Linked DNA regions of Zea mays: region 2 is linked to region 1. A link is a contact called in public Hi-C data. All regions are on one chromosome and are shown on one strand. Each heading gives the region's core, a stretch centred on a gene start, on an enhancer-like site or on the middle of the called end of the contact. The rest is flanking DNA. Distances are from core to core; before and after follow the strand shown. Region 1 holds the start of LOC103637974 (replication termination factor 2). Region 2 holds the start of LOC103637982 (CHD3-type chromatin-remodeling factor PICKLE).

Region 1 (5,850 bases), core at 1,848-4,347:
TTCATAAAAATCCTAGCTACAAAGAAATGTATCTTAAGGAAGTGTTTGGAAAATTTATGAGCTTTGAGCTTATGGTCAAAGACTCTAGGCACACCGAGAACATGGCTCAAGGCATATCCTCCACTCCTGAGCCACAACCCGTTGCATTCAAGACGATGGAAGAAAGAAAGGAGGAGACAACACCAACCAAGGGCTTCCAACATACCCTTTCAAGATTGATAACGAGGAGATGACCCTCATTCTCAAAAGCTTTCAACAAATCCTCAAACGACAAAAGTGGAAGGACTACAAGTCACATTCCTCATAATCTGCATTTAGCCTCTACGGCAGGATAATCGAGGAACGACGACGACGCCTAGCACTAGAAATGGTTGAGATGTTACTGTGCATGAAAGATTGGAAACTTGGTGAAGCTAGAGGGCAGCACTGCACACAGGACCAAGAACTTGAAGATGCATATGAAGGACTTTATTTTGATGACCCTTAGGGCCTAGGCCCTAGGCTTTGTAATCTTGTATTTCTTCTTCCTATCGTGCTCTAGTGATCTAGTGTTGTAACTAAACAAGAACATCTTTATAAGGCATTGAACTAATTATATCAAAGCTAGGTTTTACTATTTTTTCCTTTCTAGTGTTTTCTCATGAGGTGTGAGTTTTTACCTAGAAAGTTTTTTGACGAGGCAACCATTGCCACGAACAGCTCTAATGCTTTTATGCAGGGTTTGTGTGCTATTTGTGATCTATGTACTAATGGTGAATTGTGATATGTCATATGTGTTATGTCGAATTTGTTGTAAGTGATTGTGATCTGTGTAACAATTTTAGTTATTTTGTGATCTATGCTAATTTAAGTGAATTTGTGATATGTGAACTGTGTGATCTGAGTAAAGTTTAAGATGCTCATGTTTTTTGTGTTGGCGTGCTCATGCTGGCACGAGCATGTAAATGGGTCGTACTTGTCGGCTCGGCCCGACAAGGTCGGGCCATTCCCGTGTTGTGCTCGTGTAGGGGTTCAGGCCCGTCGGGTGGCACAACACGATACATTTAAGTAATCAGACTTAACCATGCCGGACTCAACCGTGCCAGGGTCGTGCCGCCCGTTTGAACATCTATATCGTCAATGTTCAGTTCTATTATATTCTATTCTTGTGTAAACTTGCTAGCTATTATTTGCATCATGGTTGTTGTACACGTTGTATGCTTTTTGTAAGGTGCACTTACATCCGTTCCTATCTCACACACATTCACTTTTTTTCATGCTTCTCCAAATATACCATTGTATACAAAGACAAACAAGCATAAGAGCACTAACGTTTTGTCAAATATTTTGTATGTCGTTATAATGCACGAGCACCTAACTAGTCCACATCAAAAGGGTTTCAAGATTAAAGTGGTTTATTTGTCGCAATTTAGCTAAAAACAAACTAAATAAACTAGTTGGCAACAAATATTCGAGAACTGAGATACTACATAGGAAAATAATGAAAAACTGGCAATGTTGACATCCACAAAACCGCAACTGTCCATACATCCTCACCGTTGAATTCCATGGACTTGGATTAACTGTACTGTGGCAACAACAACAATGAAGACCATGGCGTTTGTCAATTATTTTTTGGAACAATCAGCCAAGTAACAACTTTTAATTCAAACTCTACACAAGACCAAACTATCGCAGATTCCACCCATCGTTGCTACGTTGAATTTAACGCTGCTCTAACAGCCAAAATACGCTCAGGGTCACCAATCAAACATAAATAACACCACCAGATAAAGGAACCAACATTGAAGTTGGTGACACGAGCGAGGCAAATCAGCACAATAGGATCACCACCTCCATGCAATGCAATCGCTCTTGGCATGAGATCAATTTCTTCCCAGCGGAAGCGAGCGGCACGAGTATGTCTCCTTGAAATCCGACTTCCTGGACGATGTGAATATGGACGCATACACTTCCTTATTGGCATGGGCTGGCGCATGGTCCGCAGCCTTGAAGCGCTTTGCTGAAGCAGCCTCGCCCTTCTTCCCATTCTCAGCTCCGGCCGCCGCCACCACCGGCGCCACGACAGTAGCAGCATGCTTATTCCCACTGAGAACCTTCTTGTCCTTCCTCTCCTTCGCCTTCCCCCTCTCCTCCTCCATCCTCTTCCTGAGCTCGGCCACCTCCTCCTCAGTCCCGTTGATGGGCATCTTGTCGGCCTCGCCGAACTCCTCGTGGCAGACCAAGCACGCGGACGTCTTGACCTCCTTGAGCGCCTTGACGCTGAGCACGTGGCCGCACCCACGGAGCGCGAGGAACTGGTACTTGCCGTTGAACTCGAGGCCGGTGACGGGGCACTGGAACCGGACCTCGTCCCCGGCGGCGTCGGCGCCCGGCCTGGGGTGCAGGTGGATGGGGACCATGTCGCGCAGGCCCCGGATGTGGGACAGCGCCCTGGGCAGGCGCTTGTGGAGCAGCGCCTCAACGAGCGGCTCCTTGTTGTAGAGGTTCCCGAGGCGGTCGGCGACGGCGGGCGCGGCGAGGGGCTCCCCGGAGAGCGCGCAGCAGGTGAAGCGCGAGAGGCGCGCCTCGTTGGGGTCCGCCTTGTCGGGCTTCTTGGCGAGGTACATGGAGAGGTAGCAGTCGCGGGACTCGGCGCCCGTGGCGCCGCCGTCGCCGCCGCCGCCCCGGAGCGCGCGGAGGCGGAGCTGGACGGAGGCCGACGGCGGGAGCGCCGCCACCGGGGAGGAGGCCGGCAGCGGGCGCCCGTCGGCGGTGAGGTAGTAGCAGGAGGGCGAGGGGAGCGGGATGGAGCGGAGGAGGTCGGAGACGGGGAGGTGGGGGGGGACGGTGAGGTGCCGCGGGGGCAGCGCCAGGTCGTCCAGGCGGAGCACGACGGCCCTGGATGCGGGCTGGGCGTATCCCGCCATGGCGCGCTAGGGTTAGGGTTCCGGCGAGGCTGTCCGGATCGGGGTGCGGAGGAAAGCTGGTGCTGGACGGACGAAGACAATGGGGAATTGGGGATTGGGGGGGAGGAGAGCCCGAGCCAAATCGAGATGGGCGGACGATGGTGCGAGCGGCCGTGGAAAAGTTGGACGCGGAGGAATCGTGAATCGCGAGCGGTGAACCGATCTTGTTGTGGTGCCTAGTGGGCCGAGCCGGGCCGGGTCATCCGCGGAAAGCGAGGTTGGCGCACGTGACTTGAATCTGGTGAGCTCTGAGAACTTGAGAAGGCGAGGCCTGCCAGCTCCTGGGAGTGAGTCTGGCGGGCGAGATTTTGAGCATTTTCTAGTTCTTTCTTCGTGTACTTCAGTAACTCCACACGGTTTCGGCCGCTAGAGAGCACACAACACGATCGCGGAGATGCGATTGCTGTTCTGTTGCAGGTGACCGTCCAGCGACTGAAGCCGACAACCGAGCTGTGTAACCAAACAAAACAGCTGGTGAGCTGGATATCCATCTATATCTATACTTGACAAACGTGCGTGCACCTCGCTTGCATGAGCTGCGGGTCGTGTATAACCAATAAACATGATCGCCGCACGCCCTTATATATTCCTCGATCACGCCTTGTTTGGGTTTCTCCGGTCATCACCACGCACGACCTGACCAGCCTACTGGCGTGCACTGCACATCGTTCCATCATTAACGCTGTGTGTACGTTCGTCTTAAGATGAACTAAGATACCATGTCCGCAGCCACATGGTCAATGATCTGGTGATGCCAGTCGTCACTGCGCTGCGCATCATGGTACGGTGCACCAAGTGAAGGTCAAAGCCTCAAAAAGGACTCAATAATTTTTTTTAGATACACCCTTTTGCTTTTGATACAGCTGTCGCTCATGCTCTCCCCCCAGTCCCCCTCATCCGGAGCTGTTAGCCGACGCGGGCGATGATATGGTCGTCGCCGCGGCGGCAGCGCCGCCGTTGGCACCGTGCATCTGGCCGCCGCCGCCGCCGGCGGCGGCGGCGGGGGGCGGGCGGGAGAGGAGCGACGCGGATGAGGTGGCCGAGGAGATGGCGGACGCCAGGGAGATGGGCATCAGGCACAGGCCCTTGCCCTGCAGGTACTGCATGGCCGTGCCCATGTCCTCCTCCATCATCTTCGCCACCTGGTGCTCCGCCACCCGCAGCCCGCCGCCGTTGCCGCTCTTGGTGGTAGCGTTAGTGTTGCCGCCGCCGCCGCTTCCATTGCTCTTTCCCTGCACGTGCGCGTGATCAATGCATGGATGACGACGATGCTCTTGCCACGACATTTGTTATGTTGGTGGTGGCGAGTGGCCGAGCGAGTGCCAAATGCTCTGGTTGGTTACCGCCGTACATACGTACCTCTGATGAAGCCATGCTCGCAACCAGAGGCGCCATCCCGCCGGCGGCTCCGCCCAGCCGGCTCATGCTGAGAACCTGTGCGCAATGCAATGCACAGCACAACTAACGTCAGCACGTACTGCACTGGCACTCGATCGCACTGAATCAAAGACATGAACTGCCAACTAAATAGCATCACCTTGACTTGGAGCTGCAAGAACCTGACGTAGTCGATGATCTCGTCCAGCATCGACGCCTTGTCCGTCTGCAAAACCACAAACAACGACGACCGACCCACACCACGTCGCCATTTCAGTGTTGTCTGTTGATTGTTGACGACGCGAGCGAGAGAGAAGAGAAAGGAGCTAGCTAGCTAGAGGGGGGATGCCGACCTTGTTGGCGTTCGGGACCAGTTCCTGTAGCGACTTCATCCGCTCCGCGATCCTCTCCCTCCGAAGCTGCATGCGAAATGGGTTGCAAGAAAAAGTTGAGAAATTCTCTGTGTCGTAAAAGTGCTAGGACCAAACAAATCTCTACTATTTGGCTAATGAACAAGAACAATGGCTGGATAACGAATTGTATATAAATTTATGACATATACTAAAACTCTTCGGACAAAAACAAATTTGCATGCGCCTTGCAATGTGTTTTGTCACATTGTTGTGTCTTAATTGTGTGCTTAATGAAAAAAATCAGAGAAGTTGTGACAGTTCAGCTTTCAGAGAATGTTGTTGTTTTTTGTTAAAAGAGGGAACAGTTCAGCTTGTAGAGAAGAAAAATGAAAAGGTGGCATACATACACGTTCCGCTATGCTGTGGGGGTCAGTGGCCTGCCCTCTCTTCGCCCGCTGCCGCTGCCGCAGCTGCCGCGGGGGTGCCGCCCCGCCGCCGGCCGATGAAGCTGCCCCACCAGCTGGGGGTGCGCCGCCGCCGCTCGCCGCCGTTCCTCCCAGGCTCTCAGGCGACATCGATCCACTCTGTGGCGCCGGCGACGGCATAGACACATGGAATTTAAGAAGGGTTCTTGTTCTTGGCATAATGGCGCGCGAGTGGTGATCTTACCTGGCCAAATGGTGGCTGCACGGTGGCCGCGCCATGCACCCCAAACCCGTTGAACAAGGAGTGGTCACCTCCCTGGGCACGCGCGCGAAAATCCATGCCAGCGAAATAGTCAAGAGGTTAAGGGAGAGATCGTCGACGTGAAGAGGAGAAAGGAAGGAAGCCAGAACCGAGCCAAGACGACGACGACAACGACGATTCTTACGGCGGAGTTGGGCGACTTGAAGCCGCCCTCCATCTCCTCCGGCGCCGGAGCGGACCGGTCCGTGAAGAGCCCGCTCTCCTCGCCCCCCAGGCCGCCGTGGCGGTGCAGGTCGCTGAGCTGCAGCATGACCTGGGACTGGTGGGAGGCGGAGGACTTGACGTCCCCGCCGCCGATCTGGTGCTGCCGGAGGCGGGACGCGAGCAGCGCCGACGAGTCGTCGCCGAAGTGGCTCTGCGCGGCGAGGTCCTCGGCCGCGCCCGCGCCCAGGTCAGCCCACGCGGAAGGCAGCGTGGACAGCATC
Region 2 (5,850 bases), core at 2,201-4,700, 180 kb before region 1:
TTTCGTATGACCTGTGTTGCATGGATACGTGGCTGAGGGCTCGTATCGCGTATTGGATACGTATCCGATACGGATATACTGCCAATATGTATCGGTGGAGTATCCAAATTTTTATTGTTTTCGCAAACTTTGAGTACGTGGATGATACATATCTGCCTGTTGGATACGGCCCAGCCCAACAAAAAGTAATGCTGTCTCCCACTGCCCCCGGTATTGGAATGCCCGCACCCTCATGTGCCGCCTCCCGGGAACTCGCGTGGTGAGTGGTAACGCACGCCTCTCCTCCACCAGCCAGTGACGAGCCTCCGCCCCCGCTCAGCAGTGACAGGTCTCTGCCACCACGACGTCGATCCAGTGACCCTCCAACTCCTGAGACAGCCATGAGTTCATCCTCTTCCATGTTCTCACATCTCGATCTACTCTACTGTTGCTTGATTTCTTTGCTCCCCACTGAGGAATCTGTCAAGAAGAACTGATGCACATAGACAGGAGAGACAAGGATGTGGAAGGAGATCCTTTAGATTCACTTGGCATTCTCGAAGTGGCTGACCTCTCCCCTCACTCCCCCTTGATGAGCCTGAATTGCAAGCTGTGCCTTTTGGTTTGGGTGATATGCGGCTTGATGTTGTGGATGAGAATTAAACAAATGAGGGAATAGGAACTAGATGAGAGCTCGAACGCCTTTTATTACTTTCCTAAATTTGAGACTACTCTATATGAGAATTTGAGAGTTGAGACTTGAGACCTGCTGTTCGGTAATAATAGAACTTATGTAGTTAGGTAGATTGCAATGCTTTATTGTTATATCAGTTTTAGTGTGTGTTATAACTTTAAATTTTTAAATTGTAATTGTATCCGCATATTGAATTTTTTAGAAATTGCCATATCCGTGCTGCATAGCATATGACTGACTGATTCACAGAACCAGTAAGAAATAAGAGCCTCATAAATGGAGCATGCATTGACAATAGCGATATGCATGACAAGTTACCTGACACAAAACTACGTGCATATACTAATTCAATAATTCACTACACGAAAAGCTGGAGCACCAGATTATAAAAACACAATAGTGATACAAGTCACTACATATCTAACAGAAAATCATATTACTGTCAACATCACCATCCATTATACAAGGTAAAAGTAGCGAAGCACCATGCACGTAATTTGTCTATTGTTAAATTACCCTGTATACCTGCTAGCAAGGATCCTGTCAACAGTTGTCCACTCCGGTCTAATTGCAACGATGTCCTCACCAGATCTTTCTGCTTCTATTTTCATGGCTTCCTTTTGCCTTCTGAAGTTATTCAACCTAGTCCTCAGACGAGGGTGTATATTCGCGGCTTCTGAATATTCTTTTTCTGAAACCCTAGTTTTTTACGAGAGATAATAATTAATAGTAGAGTACAGAGAAATATAATCATGTAGTGAGCAAGTAACTACCAAGAGCAGTGAATGTATGATAATCCTTTCCACTTGATAAGATATCGCTCCATCTTCTTTGATCGAGGCTCTGTGGAACTAGAATCTTCACGAGGTGCTTCCAGCACTTCAATATCTAGAATCCTCTCCATCTCTGTTAATGGACTTACCTGAAAAGGTGAATTGTTATACCAACAGTATCAAACATAAACTGAAAGGAGGTGCATGATGAAGCAAAGACATACACATTCTGGGCAGCTCCATTTATCAGATGTGATGTTTAAGCAAGGAACCAAGCATTTTCTGTGAAATTTGTATGTACATGTTGAACAAGAGACTAGATTATCACTTTTTCCACAGCGCTGGCAAGCTTCTTCTTTCTGCACATATAAAATAAGAATGAACCAACTAAAGCTACAGGATTATGCAGATAGAAAAAACAAGATTAAAAAAACAAAATCACATGAACTAGAGGAGATTGAAATTCAGGATGGTGCATCATAGACGTTTAGAGCTCCGGTATATAGAGAAGACAAGGTTCAGTTTTTTAGCAAGATATCCCAGAATTCAAAATGATAAGGATAAGATCACTATCTTACTGTTCTGGAGAGCCGACAGTGAAGTGGTAAACTGGTAACAAATAAAATTTCAAATATTTGAATGTCCTCTCTTATGATAATTTCATCAAGAGTCCTAGGTCAAGCTTGAGCGGACCACCTATCATATATATAGAGAAAACTACTAACTCACCTGCACAACATGGGTAGCGTAGTATTTACACAGCTACGTCAAGCCAGTTAACAAACATGGGTGTCACATCTGATTCTTCCATTTGAATTCAAATTTAGGTAGCATGATACCAACCAAATGTGTCAACCTCAAAACCACAGACCCTTAGGTCCTCAGTTCAGAATGCACAAATTTCAATAAAGTTAACATTTTTCGATGTTAACCCAGTCTCGTCATACTAAGTAGTAAGTACCTAGACTTAGCATCTCATACCTGAAATCAGACCCAAGAAAACAGAGGGGGAGAACCCAGATTCACAATTCAGCTCCCTAAAAGCATCAAGCAACCATGTCGTCTAACCATATATTCCTAGAAACATCCCAACACCAGTCAGGCACCTGCATTCCCCTGCTCCACACGGAATTACACAACTGTTTCATCCTGTTTTGCAACAGTTTTAGCCATCTAGCAACATAACTCCCGATGCAGAGCAGAAATCCTAGCAATAATAGGCTCAATCCCCCCATAAAAACAATAGCTACCCAGCCTCAGTAAAAATCGCAACAACAAGCAAAGAGAAGCGAGACCCCGATCAGCCATACCGCGTCCTCGCGCTCGATCCGCTCGGCGGGCGCGTCGTTCTGTTGATCCTTCCCCTTTCCGGCCCCAACGCGCAGCGGGAGGTCGTCGTCGGACTCGTCGAGCGCGTACCGCGGCCGCCTCTCCGACCGCACGCGCAGCCGCTCGACAAGGCTGCTCATCGTCGCGTAGAGCTCGCTCTAGGCAGTAGGGGATGGAAACCCAACGAGCGAGCGAGCAGCGCTACCCTCGCTACCTCCGCCAAGGTCTCGTTCCACCTCTAGCGCCGCCGCCGCTAAGTGGGCTAGGGTTTGGTGGGTTTGAGGAGCGCCGAGGAGTGACTAGGGGCTATTTATACCGTCACGAGGGCGCGAGGTGCCCAGTGGGAGAAGTGCGGCGAGAATGGAAGGTAGCCGACGGGGTGACGCTCGGCTTGAGCTGCGGGCGGAGGAGGCGCGAGGGCGGCGACGGGGGGAGTCTGTCTCCTCCTCTGCACGAGCGAGAGGAGAGGAGAGGGGGCAGTGGTAACGGCCACTGACCAGGAAGAGCAGGGACTAGGCGATCTTACGACCTGAACCTTCTGCTTTGTCCAAATTTCTGTAATCGACTAGAGCTGTAGAGCAGGGACTAGAGCGGTCTTGAATGTGCAAAAGGCAATAAGGCATGTATGGACGGTGGATTTGTTCGGAAAAAATAACGCATCTTGTGAAATATGATATCTCCTGATATCCAATCCAAGTGGTTATAAGCGTGGAATATGCTATGCTAGATGTGATATGACATCATTTACGTGAATTGCTAGCCTATATTTAATATATTGCCAAATTAGCACCTTGTTTACGGGATCCATTAAAATGTTTTCCGAGATTTGGATAGTTTGGCACTGGTCACGGCTCGACGTCGTGAATGGTCCACACGGACGGTCCACGAATAGATCAAATCAGGCAGTTAAAATTTTTATCTCCACGTGTGTTTACCCCTCCAAATCTCGTGGGAGCTATTGGAGAATGCCTGGTAACAGGTCCAGACCTCTCCCCTTATATATTTGAAGGGATACGACCGATTAAAGAACCAACAATCGAATCAACAATCAAATTATCTTATATTCTTTATCTTTTGCCCTAGAAGTAGACAGTAACTTAGATTCCTCTCTTTAATCTTCATCTCTCTCCGGTTCTACATCGTTTAGAGATGTCTTGGTTGGCCTACCGATCCCAAGACAAACCATACGATCTCTCCTCCGCGATGAGGTCCCTCTCGGGAGCGAGATCCAGGCATCGTCGGTGAACTTCGTCGCCCCTGCGAACGTGATGATCGTTCGGATCGTCAAACAGAACTCCTAGCCTCTGCGCCAGGTCATGGACCATCCGCGCTTCCCGCGGAGAGCATGCCATCGGTACTCATCGCAGTGATTCGCGCCCGTATCGGTGCCAGCACAATTTTTGGTGACTTCGCTGGAAATTCGCGTGAAGACCTATCAGATTGGCCCTCAATGTTCGGTTCAAAAGATAGCTCTGACGTCTCCCCCAGCAATATCATCGAGCCGACTTGGGAAACCTTGATGATTGAAGAACAACTGGAGTTCGAGGAGCACCAAGAGAAGCTGATCAAGGAAGCAAAAGCAAAGTTTCTAGCCAACTTCAAAGTGGACAGAAACAACAAGGTCGTTCAACAACGGGTGACTGATCTGGCTTCGCTCCGACCTACTGCGGCTACCCCCAAGGTAAGCGAAACGAACAAAATCCAATCTCTTAGAGCTTACATTGATGAGCAGCGAGACCAAATGCAACAGATTATAGGGGTATGCTATATGATTATAAAAGGTTAGTGCGTGCGTTCGATAAATCTACCGTCGCAAACTTTCCCTCGCACGAGGTTGAATCAGGGGAAAATACGTGTGATTCATCGGCTACAGGTTGTCATGACCAGTCACAACCCCTTTACATGATGCCGATAGAGTTTGACAGGTTGTCACCTTCGGTACAAGACCGATTGAGTGCCCCTCAATCCAGTCACCAGGCACAACTCCAAAAAAATTGTCGAACTGCTCGGCCGCAAAGGCCAACCAATCCGGTAGGGAAGCATATATCTATAGCTGTCAAGAGAACGACAAAAGGGGACATCATCAAAATAGGCACAGTAGATATCATCGTATAGGGAAATAATGAAGGGCCTATGATTTTTGGTAAATCGGCCAATACAAGCAATGAGGAAGACACGTCTGCCAACAAAACAGCCGAACCAAGATACTCCATGCCTCGATGTGCCCATCGGGACTATCACGGTCTAAAAAGCAAAAATTGCAGCTCTTGAGAGCAAGGAAAAGAAGCAGAAAAAATATTTAACGACACACATCCATAGTACCCACCACCGCAAAAATGGTGGAGGCCAAAGGACGTCGAAGCAAATCAAACGGCTACAAAAACAAAAAACAAGACAGCAATTGCACAACTCTTTGCAGGTACGGTGGACAGTCCAGTTATAAACCAGACCGATGTCGTGGACCATTCAACCCTCGAGTTCGGACCGTCCGCTCTGCACTAGAACACCTCGGATGATGCGCCAACACCTATGGAGGAGGATGACCTGCTCGGAGAGGATTTGGTCGACTACAGAGCCACGCTGGAACACCTAGAAAGTTAGGAAGGCAAGATGATAAACTAGTCAGGACCAATATGATGCTCAACGGTGTTGAGATCGATAGTTCGATCAAAGCCAAGGGAGTCACATATGTTGAGTTAACCATCGGGACTAAGACCCTTGCTGTTGTATTCTTCGTCACTGATGTAGAAGGAAATTATAGTCTAATCTTAGGCAGAGATTGGATTCATGCTAATCAATATGTACCTTCTACTTTATATCAAATATTGTTACAATGGGCGTTGGGGACTTGTTCTCAAATACTATGAATTAAGAACAAGGCAACACAAGATGTTAAATGTTAAAGTCCTTCGTCCTTCGAAGCATTATTTCCCTTAGGATATAACGATCTTCGGACGAAGGTCATGAAGGGCGTACCTTCATGAATACGGTTAAAAGATGACGAAAGATGAAACATATGAAACATATCATTCATATGTTATCATTATACAAACTTGGATATTTAAATATGATATT

The links. A called contact is a pair of places that touch in the nucleus more often than the background predicts.
Region 2: a Hi-C map of leaf shows a contact between it and region 1, with 7 times the contacts expected there. The contact joins the promoter of LOC103637982 here to the promoter of LOC103637974 in region 1. A contact is called at or near these places in 13 of 25 Hi-C or Micro-C datasets (bundle sheath, ear, endosperm and 4 more) and 1 of 3 datasets of contacts at active chromatin or transcription factors (leaf).

What each region holds. Positions count from the first base shown.
Region 1 is chr9:14,781,824-14,787,673 of Zm-B73-REFERENCE-NAM-5.0, reverse strand. It overlaps LOC103637974 (replication termination factor 2), which reads right to left and starts at 3,097. Exons shown (of 1, transcript XM_008660971.3): 1 at 1,479-3,097. The coding sequence starts at 2,909. The coding sequence ends at 1,866. It overlaps LOC103637976 (transcription factor LRL3), which reads right to left. Exons shown (of 7, transcript XM_008660972.3): 1 at 5,550-5,850; 2 at 5,348-5,419; 3 at 5,086-5,262; 4 at 4,679-4,744; 5 at 4,486-4,551; 6 at 4,308-4,382; 7 at 3,730-4,180. The coding sequence ends at 3,842.
Region 2 is chr9:14,964,759-14,970,608 of Zm-B73-REFERENCE-NAM-5.0, reverse strand. LOC103637982 (CHD3-type chromatin-remodeling factor PICKLE) reads right to left here and starts at 3,450. Exons shown (of 31, transcript XM_008660980.3): 1 at 2,757-3,450; 2 at 1,671-1,805; 3 at 1,447-1,595; 4 at 1,199-1,372. The coding sequence starts at 2,915.